Linked DNA regions of Mus musculus: region 1 is linked to region 2. A link is a contact called in public HiChIP or PLAC-seq data. All regions are on one chromosome and are shown on one strand. Each heading gives the region's core, a stretch centred on a gene start, on an enhancer-like site or on the middle of the called end of the contact. The rest is flanking DNA. Distances are from core to core; before and after follow the strand shown.

Region 1 (6,865 bases), core at 2,490-4,989, 120 kb before region 2:
TTATAGCAATCTTCCTACCTCGGCCTCTTGAGTACGGGGATTCCAGGTTTGGCCTGCCATGCTTAGCAACTGACAAACATTTTCAGTTACAAAGTAGTGTGTATTCAATACAGGAAAGCATAAAGAAAAAGCCATCCCGCCGTGGTGATGTGCTAGGTGACTATTCTTCTAAATTGGACACTTACATAGTGACAAATATACACAGTATTTATCCATCTATCTATAGATAGGGTTTGGTGGTCTCTATACCCTTAAGAACCTGATGAACCTTGACCCCAGTACAGATGAACTGTGTGACTTCGTACAATTTCTTAGCTCCAAAGTTTCTCTATATAAAAGCGAATAAAGAAAACATTATCTAGAATTAGAGAAAGATATGTATGTGAAGACTCATCACACATTGTGCCTGACGCACAATGAACACTCAGTGAACGGAAGCTGTTATTAACTTGTAACGTTCTCTTGTCAGTTCTGAAAGCATCTAACTTGAGATGCCTTGTGGTAGCTTTGGAAGACTACCAGTTTCCCCTTCATCTCGATCCTGTTGTGGTGAGGATTTGCATATATTTGAATCCTTTACACAACTGAGTTCTGAACCCACCATTATAGTCATTGTTCAAACAGACACGTATGCACATTTACAGTTAGGTGCCGGCAGGCTAAACGCGCCAGCACATCGGAGCTCACGGCCCCTCTACAAGGTAACTGTGTTACTCTCAGGTATAAATGAGAGAATGCAGACCAGCGAAGGAGGTCAGAAACCCAATCCTTCTTCTTCAGACTTGCCCTGGCAGCCCAGCACCCCATCAATAGCACATTCTTTCTGGGTATGGAGACAAGTCTCAAAGCAGCTTCCTGTCCAGGCTCTGCTGGATCCCACATGGACAAGGGAGGTACCCTAGACCCAGGTCAGAAAGCTGAAGAGTGGGGTTGAGCATACATGCTGCAGTGCCTGTATCAGAGGGCGTTCCTGTGGAGTTTCCCCTTTCCCCTTTATATGGGCTCTGGGAATCGATATCGGGTCACTAGGTGTGTGCGGCAGGCACTCTTACCTATTGAGCCATCCCAGTGGCCCCAGAAGTTCCATCTTCGTGGCTGCATTTCACCTTGAGGAGTGGGTGTAATGATACGTGCTGTTCCTTCCTTGTGGGTGCAAAGATGGCCAGATGAAAGTGATGATACTCGTATCATGATAGAAACCCTTTATTAGGCTATCTAATGAACGCTCACTCTACTTTTACTACCAATTACTACATCTTACTAATGGCCATGATATCACGCAGGGTTTTACTACCATGACTGCCTTTAACAGTGTTTTCATGATGATTCAAGGTGCTCCCACCTCCCTGGAACAGTAACAACTCTTGCTGCTCTCACGATGTCCTCCCTCGCCAGGTCCCCACCTAGAACTGCACCAGCTGTTGCTTACTCCCCTTCTATCTGCAGCGCTCTCACATGCAGTCCTGGTTACCTTGCATGACCCCCGCTAGACCCTTTCCCGTTGAGTGCATCTGTACATGGGTTCATCATCCTTGAGGTAGAGTTAGGTTGGTCCTTTGTACAGCGCTGTGGGTCAACAACATGACTTCAATCGGTTGAGGTTACTTCCTGAAGCTTGGAGAAAAACCTGGGGTTTTCATTCGATAGAAATAACTCAAAGCTTCACCTCTGCTCTCTCCGAGTAGGAAATCTCTAGTGGGTGGAGAGTAGTGGTGGGTGTGATCAGAGATGGTGTGATCAGAGATGGTGTGACCAGAGATGGTGTGATCAGAGATGGTGTGATCAGAGATCTAGTGGGTGGAGAGTAGTGGTGGGTGTGATCAGAGATGGTGTGACCAGAGATGGTGTGATCAGAGATGGTGTGATCAGAGATGGTGTGATCAGAGATCTAGTGGGTGGAGAGCAGTGGTGGGTGTGATCAGAGATCCTGGGGTTAGAGAGCCCCAAGTGGTTAGGAACAGGAACCTGGTTCTTGAGGTCAGAAGGATTGGGGGTGCTCCACACCTGTTCAGATTTCCTTAATGTGGCTCAGTGACTTGTTCCAGGAGATGTGTAAGAGAGCAAGGCAAAGTTAAACTCACGTTCGTACGGTAATTACTTGGAAAGAGAAGAAGGGTTACTGAGGCTGAACTTAACGATGCAAAAGGAGTGGCAAGGGGAGAGAATTACAGACTGAGTGAGGAAGGCGAGGGAGAGGTGAGGGGCTTCAACTCAGTTGTAGAGAAAGTGATTAACCCTCTCCTTGTAGGGAGACATCAGTGAAAGATACCACAAAGGCTATTTTCAAGGCCTCTGGTTTTTTGTTTGTTTGTTTTAAGATTTATTTATCTTATGTATATGAGTACACTGTAGCTGTCTTCAGACACACTAGAAGAGGGCATCAGATCTCATTACAGATAGTTGTGAGCCACCATGTGGTTGCTGGGAATCCAACTCAGGACCTCTGGAAGAACAGTTAGTGCTCTTAACTACTGAGCTTCTGGGTGTTTGTTTGTTTGTTTATTTGTTTTAATTTAATTTTATTTGTAATTGATTTTTTTTCTACACTCCATTCTCCACCCCTCCCCATCCACCCTCCGACTGCTCCACATCCCACACCTCCTCCCCACCCCACCCCATCTCTACTTCGGTGCCCCCACCTCCCCACCCTACCTGACCTCTAAACTCCCTAGGGCCTCCAGTCTCTTGAGGGCTAGGTGCATCATCTCTGAATGAACACAGACCCAGTAGTCCTCTACTGTATGCGTGTTGAGGGCCTCATATCAGCTGGTGTATGCTGTCTGTTTGATGGTAAGGCTTCTGATTTTTAACAAGGCATTATACGTGTGTGTGTGTGTGTGTGTGTGTTAAATTACTCACCTATTGAATGTAAAAGAGCTTTTTATAAAAAGCCAAATAGCAGGTACAAACTAATATTACCAGATTAGTCAATAATTAAAAAATTAGTATGTAATATTTAGGAGATGGAATAGAAATATATGTATTTGCATCTGTAATTTAAATTTAACTGAGTCCCTGTATTTTCTCTGCCAGCACATGAACGAACCCAGGCACCAGACATGCTAGCCATGTCTGTAGGGATATAGGACAGCCTCTGGCATACTCTGTAACTTTAGATCTACTTAAGAGTTTCTAGGAGACCCTTTGCAGGGATGTGGTGCTCGCTATTAGAGCCACCTGGAAAGACTGGGCACAGGCCAGGCCTGCAGGGTCACACAGCAGCTGCAATGGGTTCATCTGACAATGCTCTGTTCGGAGACAATTCTCAGGGGCCAAGCAGAGCCAAACACCTCTGTGGGCTGGAACGTACTTTTTGTTTTGTTTTGGTTTTGGTCCAGCACAAGGGGAGCTTAAGTGTGGGGTTCAAGCTAGGGAGGCAGACACAGGGGCAGAGCTGCACATTGCACCGGTGTTCTGTCTCTGAAGAGAACAATCAGATCATCTCCAACTGACGTTAGGAACACTTATTAGTGGGCTGCAGTTTGAGTGAGATTTTGCATCAGGCCAGGTGTGATGGCTCACATCTGTAATCCTAGCACTTGGGAGGCTGGGCGAGGCGGATCACAACTTGGAGGCCACACGCTACATAGTGAGATCCTGTCTCGAAAAAGGGAGATAATAATGATGATGATAATAACAACAACAACAATAGATTACGTGAGGATAACATAGCGAGAGCTCATCTCAAACAAACAAAACAGACTCTGTCAGGTTAGTCAGAGTTCACGAAGATTTCTCTCAGTCAGGGGACCCTTTCATTGTATACTTAGTAAATAATTAAATGGATTTAGGACATCTGGTTGGAGTGGTTAAACACTCCCCACGAGTAAAATAATTGCTGGAGAAGTTCCAGGGGGTGTCGGTGGGGATTCGGGAAGCTGGAACTCATCTCAAGTTTTGATAAGATGGAGTAGTGAAGTAAGCTGAGCCATAGAGGGAGAAAGGAGTGGGGGGATGGTATTTAAGCGCTACTGATACCATAAGGCGGGCTTGATGTGGGAGGAACTGGAAGTCCCTTATACGATGAAGAAAGGAGTCGGAGAAAAGAGAATGTTTAGGCAGAGAAGATAGGGAAGAGGTGTGCTGGCTGGGCATAGGGGACCCGTGACAGGGAAGTAGGAAAAGAAATCACTTTGGTACACAGGGAGCTCTGCCATCCAGTATACACTGTTTACTGAGTGTTCATCACTTGTGGCCACCGAAGCAAGACGTGAGTCCTACCTCCACATGTGATCTCTCTCTTGCCAGGATCTCAGCTTACCTGCAACTCTTAAAGGTCCTGGGCAGGGGATTGTTTATCAAGAAAATGTTTGCAGTGCAGGGGGTAGGAGCAAGTCTCTGAGTTGAGTGTTGAAACATAAATGAGTTTTTCCTAAGACACCAAGGTAGGACAATGCCTGTCACATACCCACCTGAGCCGATTAGCTAGTCATTATTCAGCATTAATAGCTTGAAATTACCAGGAGAGGTTGAGAACCGTGCATCCCTGACCTAGGACCCCAGTACCAGGTGGTGAATCGGTGTTGAAAGTCAATCCTGAATGTTGGCCAGATGCAGTGGGTATCTGCAAGCAGGAGCAGAACCCGTCCTGGGATCTGCGTCTCTTAGGCTGGAGTCATCTCCAATGAACCTTTCTTCTCATCAGGTTCACCCTGCAGAACACTCAGCAATGGTCTGAAGGGAGACTCACCAGACTTGGTCATCAGCTCCAGTGACAGAATCACTGGGGGGTGGGAAAGGGGGGGGGGAACACTGGTCTGTCTATAGAACTAAAGCTGGCTTGCAGGAGCTGGTAAAATTGACTCATAGAGCCCAGCTAACAACATTAGGGGTGTTTACAGACCTTTCTCACCAAGTCCCTTGACAATCTCAAATTAGACAGGTGAAGAGAAGATTTCTGACTTCTAGTAACTGCAGAAACCTTCTGCCGCAGATTTGGATAATGATATTTCAAGTGCTTGAGGCAGCCAGAGGGGGCTGAGTCCTGTAAGTGTCCTTCAAACATTAGCTCACCGCCTCAAGGGCTTAGGATGTGGTTGGCATTGCTTGAAATCGGTCTGGCCCAAAATGTTTTAAAGTAAATTCCACCTGAGATGAAGAGTGTGGGGACACTCCAGACCATCAGCAGGCTCAGGGGTGAATGTACAGGCAACCTTTGCTTAGGCGGTAAGCAGCAAGCCTGTTTAAATAGACTCTGAAAGTAAAATTTCAGAGATTCTTTTACATTGAGGTGTGTAAGTGGCTTGATTTCTTTCTTCGTCTGTACTTCAAGAATCATGGTTCAGGGATGATTAAGAAGAAAATATAAGGACTGGGCATGTATGAAGCTCGGTTGATAGAGTGTTTGCTTAGCATGCACAAACTCCCAGGTTCAATCCCTAGCATGGTATAAACCAGATATGCATGCCTATAATAACATCACATGGCAAGGGGAGGCAGGAGGATTAGGAGTTCAAGGTCATCCTGAGCTATGTAGCAAGTCTAGGGCTAGCCTGGGATACCTGTCTCAATAGTAAACAAACACACAAATAGAGTTTAGCAGGAAACTACTTATGTTTATTTATTCTGTGTGTGATGGAGAAGGGGGTGCCAAATGCCTGTGCTATAGAATGCCTGTAGAGTTCTGAGAATAACTTGAGGGACTGGGTTCACTCCCTCTACTGTATGGGTCCTGGGGATTGAACTCGGGTCATCAGGCTGGGGGGGTAGGTATCTTTACCCACTGAGCAATCCTACCAGCATTGCCATAGTTCTTTTTAATGTCAATATTGTCAATGTTGGGAAGTTAGTAGTTGTTTTCCCAGGACCCATCTCTGTGCCTGGTGCATACAAGTGCCTGATGAGTATTGGTTGAAAAAGTGAGTGTCAACCATTTTGGGTTAATATTCATTCCAGAATCTATTGAGTGCCTGTTATGAACCACAATACATGCCTATCCCTGTGCCTTTTTCATAATAGGCACTCAGTAAATTCAGAAATGAATATTGACCAAATTGGTTGACACTCATTCAACCAGTAGTCATCAGGTGCCTGTTTGCCCCAGGCTCAGAGATAGGTTCTGGAATAAAACAATAAACAAGACTGGCTGACCTTCCTTGAAAGAGCATACAGTCTACAAGAGTGAACAGATCGATGATTGACAGGGAGGCTACCAATGAAAAACCAAGGAAGGCCCTATAAAGGTCCTAGGGGCGGGTTTCCTGGAGAAAGGGGTGTATCTACGCTGAGTCTTGAGAGGGGAGTAGGTGTCACCCAGGTGACAACAGCTAGAGAGAAAGCATTGCCTGTTCAGCACTGTGGTGAGAGCAATCTTGTGTCTGCACAAGTCCTGGGTAGGCAGTTCATCTTCTCCGCCCCCGGGTACCCAAAGATGACTGGAGACAGTTACACTTCACACCTTCTCATCTACCCAGCTACACAGAAACCACCCATGTCTTCTGGCTGTAAAAGGCAGAAATAGAAAATGTTGTCATCAAGTCTGGAGTATGGGGGAGGGTGGAAATCGCCCTCTCCCCTTTGGTTTCTGTTAATGTGATTTATGTGCTATCTGGGAGTACAGCCTTTTATTTGACTGAACCAGTTGAAGTCCCCAGGTCACAGCTGCATGTCCTTTCCTCTCCCACCCCATTTTCTCATCCATCATCTTGCAAGCATTCGTTCGGTTGAAGCTGACCAAGGTTCCAGGTTGGGTTTTTGTAGGAGGGGCCAGTGGGTCAGTGAGACTGAACAGATCCATCCGTGGCCTCCTGGCTCTTGCGGCTCTTGCATGGATGCTCTGGACCGGACAGACAATTGCTGAGGGAATGACCACAACACAATAGGCAGTCACTAAGGAAGCCGCAGGGAGGAGCACCCTTTGCCTCAG
Region 2 (6,699 bases), core at 106-2,605:
TGGAACTGCTCAAAGAATCAGATGGGCTGGGAATTCAGGTTAGTGGAGGCCGAGGATCAAAGCGCTCACCTCACGCTATCGTTGTCACCCAAGTGAAGGAAGGAGGTGCCGCTCACAGGTGACTAGATAACTCTTCCCCCATCCCTCTGCCCCTTGCCTTCCTCCTCCCCTTCCCTCGGGTGCTGGGTGCTAGTGTCTTTCGCTTGATCAAAGCTCTGGTAATTAAAAGATTTGTGGGAGCGCGGGAGGGAAACAGACAAGAGCCGCTCTCACTGGGCATGCCTCTGAACACAGGAAGTGGCTCATGAGGAAGGATGCTTAGGATATTCTAAACCGTGGAACAGAGATTTGATCTCTTTGTGCTCCCTCTTAGATTGCTTACAAACTCTTGGCATGCTGGCACTGACTGGGGTATTAAGTGTTTATTTATCAAGGAAGTTTATGCACCCACAACAGGAGATCACAGTCCTGCCATCTGAAGTCCTCTGAGTCAGTGACTTCAGGAAAGTGGCACTGTCTTAAAAGGTGGCCACCATGCAAATGTGTCAGATCAGAGTTTCACACACGCACACACGGGCTTGTGGTCACATGTCTCTACTGCACATGAAAAGGGGAAAAAAATTAATGTAAATCTTTGTGTAACCTAAAAAAGCAGCACTTATAAAGGTGGCTTTGTTTTGTTTCATTTGATATCAATTGTGTGAAGTAGGGAGAGGGACTGTGCTTAGCTGGAGCACAGATGAAAAAGGCTATCAGGCTATCTGAGTGTGAGGCTTATAGCCGTTCCCGAATGTCAAGCAAGGTCTTTGTTGTTCTACTTGCTTCTGTTCACATGGAGTATCTGTTATTTACAGGGCACAGTAGGGTATGTACATGTGTTGCCACGCCCACATGTCTACAATAAGAGTACACAGAGAAGGGCATTGATAGGGAAGTCATTGTCTTTTGCCTAGTCTGGAATTTCTTCAGGCAGGGGAGCCAGATCCTAAGAGGGATACAGCGGGCCACAGCAACGTCAGCCTTCCCAAGATGGAGAAGGAAAAATCTATCTCATAAGGTGTAGTTGAAGAAGCTAAGTTATTTAGGTTGGATAACAGGAAACTAAGGAGAGGACAAGGCAGAAACTAGCAGACTTCTTGCTCTTCAGCCTGTAAAGCAGGATGCTAAGAAAAACGACACTAGCAGTAAGATGAACTCCAGCGGTCAATTATCCAAGTGACAGCATTAAGATATTAAGACGTTAGATGGTTTTAACCCAGATGAGCATCGTTCCCGATAGGCCTTAAGGAACTCAGCAGCTAGCCGTTTTCCCATCACTGGTATGTCTTCCGTTCTGCTCTATCTAGGAGGTTGACAATTGGGAAACTCCGTGCTCAGAGATAAGCTTTCTATAGAGATGATGCTCTTGTTTTCCCACCAGAGCTGGGGCTGAATCCGTCCTATCATATTTTTTTTCTTCTCACTCACTTTTAGCCTGGAACAGTGTGTCTCTCTTCCCTGTGGTCTGTGACTCGCCAGCAGGGCGTTTGAATTAATACCAGGAGATGAGAGAAATGCAATTAGAGAGTAGAATAAGTGAAGGGATGGGCTGGGGCATCTTGGTGGTGTTAGGAATAAGTAAGCCCACCAGCCACGGCCACTGCCTTGTCTATGCCAGGCTTCCCTCCTCCCATAGGATCAGCTCCGACCCATACACCTAGATTCCAGGGTGCCCTTCCCTCCTGACTTTCTCATCCCCACTTTCTTACCATGCTAAGTAACTGGTAGCTCCCTTAGCGTTTCTCTACTGTAGGGATTTTTGGAAATAGAAGGCAGAGGCTATTGGAAGTCCCATGTGCCTTTTATCTTTTTTTTATAGCCTAAACTCTAAAGAAAGACTAGCATGTGAGCCTAGAAGAAGGAGACAATGAGAACGATGCTGTTGAAGGCAGAAAGGAGAAAAAGATGGAAGGGGAGATGCTGGTTGGTTCATTGGGAGGAGCACAGAAGAAAGAGCTATGTGGACCTGGGAAGATTTGGGTATGCGCAGGTTCCACTGTAGGACCTGGATGGTGATGGCAAGCCTTGAGAGACAGGGAGACCCCTAGGCGCCATGGTCTGCTTCACCAGATTTTCTGTCTGAGTGTCAGGGGCCTTTTGGTTTATGGAAGACAAGACCCTGGCCAGCTCAGCGGAATCCATTGCAGAAATCAGTTTCGAGGGTTGTGTGCACTGAGGGCCGTGACCTGCCCTAAGGAGACAGTCCCAGTAACAGCAAAGTCTCCTGCCAGCAGTGAGACAGGAGCTCAGAGTCAGCCGTAATTTAAATGGAAAAAAAAAAAGCCCAGGTTTTTACAACCACAGAAATGAATCAAATCTCAAACCTTTAACAATAGCAAGCTCAACACTTCATTGCTGTGATTGCTTCTGCTTCGCTAGTTTGTCCTCTGTGGGGGACCCAAGAGTGAAATAATCCTTGGAAAGTTTTATCTTCAAGGTCCTGTAGCTCTGTGGTGGGGTACGGAGGTACCAACACTTACCACATAGCCCCAGTTTCCCAGAAAGAATCCTGCTTCTGTCTGATGGGGCGGGGAGGGAGACACAATAGACCAGTGAAGGGCCGCAGGTGGGTTTGACGTGTCTTGGCACTGTCTGTGTTCAGCTTAGCAATAGCCCCGAGCTGATGACAGGGAGGATTAGGGAAAGATCGACTGACTTGAGTCTCCTAAAACCTGAGGGTCTTAGTTGCTCTATCACAATAGTCATCCAGATGAAGTGTCATTGACGTTCGTTGTCAGAGACGCTTAGCTTAAGAGTGAGTGTATTGGTAAGTGACTGTCAAGAGTCCCAGAGACTGTCAAAGAGTCCATGAGTCTGGATACTAGCGTTAACGCAATCCCACCCAAAACCATCTTTGGTTGTCTTTCCTTCCTCTTCCACCTTATCTAACTGTCCTGTCTCATGACTCTGCCTAGCTCCTAGAAGACGGCACTTCTCTAACCCAGAATGTCTTGACCAGGGGTCTTTTTTCCCATCTCCGTTTCTTCAGGGATGGCAGGCTGTCCTTAGGAGATGAACTGCTGGTGATCAATGGTCACTTACTGGTCGGGCTCTCCCATGAGGAAGCTGTGGCTATTCTGCGCTCAGCCACTGGGATGGTACAGCTGGTGGTGGCCAGCAAGGTAGGTAGTTTCTGTCATTCTTGGTATTTATCATGGTAGTATGAGTCCGGACGGGAGCCCTTCCCATGCCAGCAGGTATGTGCATGCTTACGGCTTATCTTGGGCGGTAGCTGTGATTCCACAGATGTGCACATGTGACTGAAATGTGCTTGATTAAGTCATTAAAGATGCTTGTTAGAAAAGTTATAACAGAATGAAGGAGAAGGTAAAGAATAGGAGATGCAGAAACATGATAGGAGGAAAAAGAAGGCTGCATGGAATTTTTTTTTTTTTTGGTCACTATGATGAAATGCCTGAGATAGGTGACTTAAAGAAGAAGAAAGGTTATTAGGGCTCATGGCTTCAGTGTATGACCCCCTGGATCCCTTACTGGGCCTATGACCATACAGAAACGTTGTGGCAAAAGAGTATAGTGGACAAAGGAAAGTTGTGTGCCCTGTGCAGTCAAGAAATAAAGACACTGAGACATGAAGAGGCCCTTCAAAGACACATATCCCAGGGGCCCTCTTAGCCCAACTAGGCCCCATCTTTCAGTTTCTACCACTTCCCAGTACTCCAATTGTGGATCCATTAATGGATCCATCCATCTGTTACATAAGAACACTCAGGACCAACCACTTACCTAAGTCTCACCTCCAAGTATTGTACGAAGGACCAGGCCTTCAGCATAGCTGGGGGTGAGGGGGCGTGGACACTTCACATCCAAACCACCACAGTAAGGAATGCATCTTCTGAGGCCAGAATGAGAAAAGTCTCAGGGCTGTCTGTGGAGAGTCCTGGTCCCTAGTCTAATCACCCCTACGTTGTTAGAGCTGGAAGAAGCTCTATGCCTCCTTTGTCCAACCACCTCCACCTTCCCTTCCTCCCCAACTCGGCAGATATGACAGTGGGCAGAGCATCCATAGTGGCTGCCATCTTGCAGAGGTCATGGTGCTGTCAACAGTGCCAGATAGCAAATGCTTGGCACACCACCCTCTGTCCCATTCTGCTGCCATATCTCCCTCCTGGTCTTCACTGTTATCACCGGATCCTGAAACCCAAGTCTGGGTTTCTTTCACCTGTGTGTGTTGATGTAATGACTCTGTCATGGGCTCTTATGATCTGCATTCAAAAGTTCCTAGAGAAAGGCTGCCGATGCCACGGCTCTGAGGAGGCCAGGAGACAATGACTGCTCTCCTTCTGCTAGGTCTTCTGGTTATGCTGTTGAGACCATTAAAGAGGTCCTGTGACTTAGGAGTGAGTAAGGTAGAACCACATGGCTCTTTCTGCCGCTGAGTGGCTGACTGGGAGAATCTGTGTGAGGCCACACACAGCTCAGCTCTGCATAGAGTCTGCTGCCATTGTTTCTAATTCCCTTTCCATCTTCCTGCTTTTTATTTTGAACCTTGGCATCTGTAGGTTTTCCTGTATTTTTTTCTTTTTTAGATTATAAGATCTAGCACCAGTTTGGGGAATGCAGTTGGTTCTCCATATCCATGAGTCTCCATCCATAGGCTCAACCAACCCCAGATGGAAAGTATTTAAAGTAACAATTGTATTTTTACTTAACACAGACCCTAACCCCCTCCCTTTGTTGCTCCTTAAATAATCCAGCAGCTATTTATAGATCATTCACATTGTATGACAACCTGGGAACTATTTAAGGGATAGATATGTTTTATACAAATATTATATCGTGTTGTAGGAAGAAGGATTTAAGCATCTTAAGCTCTGGTGTCTCACAGGTAACAAAAGACAATTATATATAATACCAGATTAGGATTCCTTTTCAAGCTATCTGAAAAATCTGCCTCAGGCCGGGCATGGTGGCACAAGCCTTTGATCCCAGCACTTGGGAGGCAGAGGCAGGCGGATTTCTGAGTTCGAGGCCAGCCTGGACTATAAAGAGAAACCCTGTCTTGAAAAACAAAACAAAACAAAACAAAAAAAGTCTGTTTCTCTTCCTACCTCTTACCCCAAACCTTTGAGGAGAACATTAGGGTTGCCAAGGTACGCCTTGGGTGAAAGTTGTAAGCGCCTGAGGCAGATCTGAGCCCACTCTTCCTGTAGCCCTTTGCTCCCTACAGAGGTTTTGTGGGCCCTGGGAACTTCTCCTGAATCTTCTATACCCAAAGGGCTATCTGCATCTCTCCACAGGGACAAAGAAGGATAGAGGTCCTGGGAGCTTCTCTGTCCCCCTGCTAATCATTCCTTTCAGGGACGGGGGGACATGCTTCAAGGGAAGAAAGACCACCTCTTCACTTTGCCTAGCAGATCAGCAGTTTGGCAGCATCCCTGGGTCTTGCACATAGTCCTGTGTTGGCAGCCTACTTCATTTGCACAGCTACCTCCATCCAGGGAGCAGCTCAAAGTGTCAGTTTCTGCCCAGGATTATGGCATGTGCCATCACAGCCTCAGGTCTAAACAGCTCACTTTAACCTGCTAAACTCGGAGGAGGAATAGGGGGATGCCTTCTCCATGCTAAATGTGTGGAGACGTGGGCCACTACTGGCTGCTCAGAAGAATCTGTGCAAGGCCACACACATCTTAGCTCTGCAGAGCTATGCTGTTGCCCTATGAGGTACACTCACAGGACCTCAAAGATGGTTCCGAGTAATGCCAGGCTCTCCACCTACCTGGCCCCTTAAAAGATAAGAGGTAGAGTATATAACAGTTGCCAGATACTAGAATCATCTCAGTAGATGCTAAACCAATCCCTTGAGGCAGATGTGTGTTCTTATTCAAAGACTTCCATTTAAATCCCAGCGATTATTTAACTTCCTTGGGGGCAGTAGACAAAAGCAGGTTTTCTGCCAAGTCCAATAGATTGCGAAATGTCTGCTGCTGCCATTCTCCCAGCCGCCCTAGAGGTAAAGAACATGTAAAGTGTAACAGAGCAGGGTGTCAGAAAAAGATAGTGTGCTCCTCCCAGAGGCCCTGGGTTCTTATAGGGCTGAGCAACATCCGGGAACCAGTTCTCACACCACAGGATCCTGGGCACCCACCCCAGATCTCAGAGGATAACTAACACCTTTCAGTTCCTGCTGTGTGTCCTGTTTACACTCAGGCAGCCAGCGATCCAGCCTGCTGCTGGTTCCTAACCTTGTCCCCAACTGTCTGAGTGCTCGTCCATGCAAGAGGAAGAGGAGCATTCATCAGCAGGTTTCTCCTGGCATCCAGCCATTCTTCCTCTTTATCTAACCAGAGTAGGAAAGCCATAGGCTTGGTTTTGCCTTTATCCCTGGGGTTTGAAGGATGGGAGGGTTTCCAGCGTCCAACTATAAAGAATAATAAAAATGTAAAAATCTTACTATTCTAGATCTAGGACACTTGTCACAAAACTTTAAGGCATTGTCCGGAAGTGTAGTCACCTCATGGAGAGGATGCCGGATGCTTCCACAGAAACAGGCAGTTAGCCTGTATCCTAGTAGGAGCTTGGGTGTCTGTGTTGTGAAAGCCGACCTGCCGGTGTGCTGGATAGTTTTTTGTCAACCTGATGCAAGTCAGGGTTCTCTTGGGAAGGGGAGCTTCCGGCAAGTCTGTGGGGACATTTCCTGAT

The links. HiChIP or PLAC-seq counts read pairs in DNA pulled down with a chosen protein or histone mark.
Region 1: an H3K27ac HiChIP or PLAC-seq map of extraembryonic endoderm stem cells shows a contact between it and region 2. The contact joins two enhancer-like sites. A contact is called at or near these places in 17 of 484 Hi-C or Micro-C datasets (the HPC-7 cell line, Sertoli cells, Th1 cells and 13 more), 9 of 115 datasets of contacts at active chromatin or transcription factors (cardiomyocytes, differentiating embryonic stem cells, embryonic fibroblasts and 5 more) and 1 of 9 other capture datasets (embryonic stem cells).

What each region holds. Positions count from the first base shown.
Region 1 is chr15:12,557,740-12,564,604 of GRCm38.p6, reverse strand. The region is part of intron 3 of Pdzd2 (PDZ domain containing 2); the gene reads left to right. Among named protein-coding and RNA genes, the nearest start is that of Gm52211, 69 kb to the right of the region's middle. Within about 2 kb of position 3,739, at least 9 of the 459 cell types and tissues checked have an H3K27ac peak or open chromatin away from gene starts, as enhancers often do. A contact at or near this core is called in extraembryonic endoderm stem cells, where this site is marked.
Region 2 is chr15:12,438,942-12,445,640 of GRCm38.p6, reverse strand. Pdzd2 (PDZ domain containing 2) reads left to right here. Exons shown (of 26, transcript NM_001081064.2): 5 at 1-118; 6 at 3,029-3,161. Among named protein-coding and RNA genes, the nearest start is that of Gm52211, 50 kb to the left of the region's middle. Within about 2 kb of position 1,355, at least 13 of the 459 cell types and tissues checked have an H3K27ac peak or open chromatin away from gene starts, as enhancers often do. A contact at or near this core is called in extraembryonic endoderm stem cells, where this site is marked.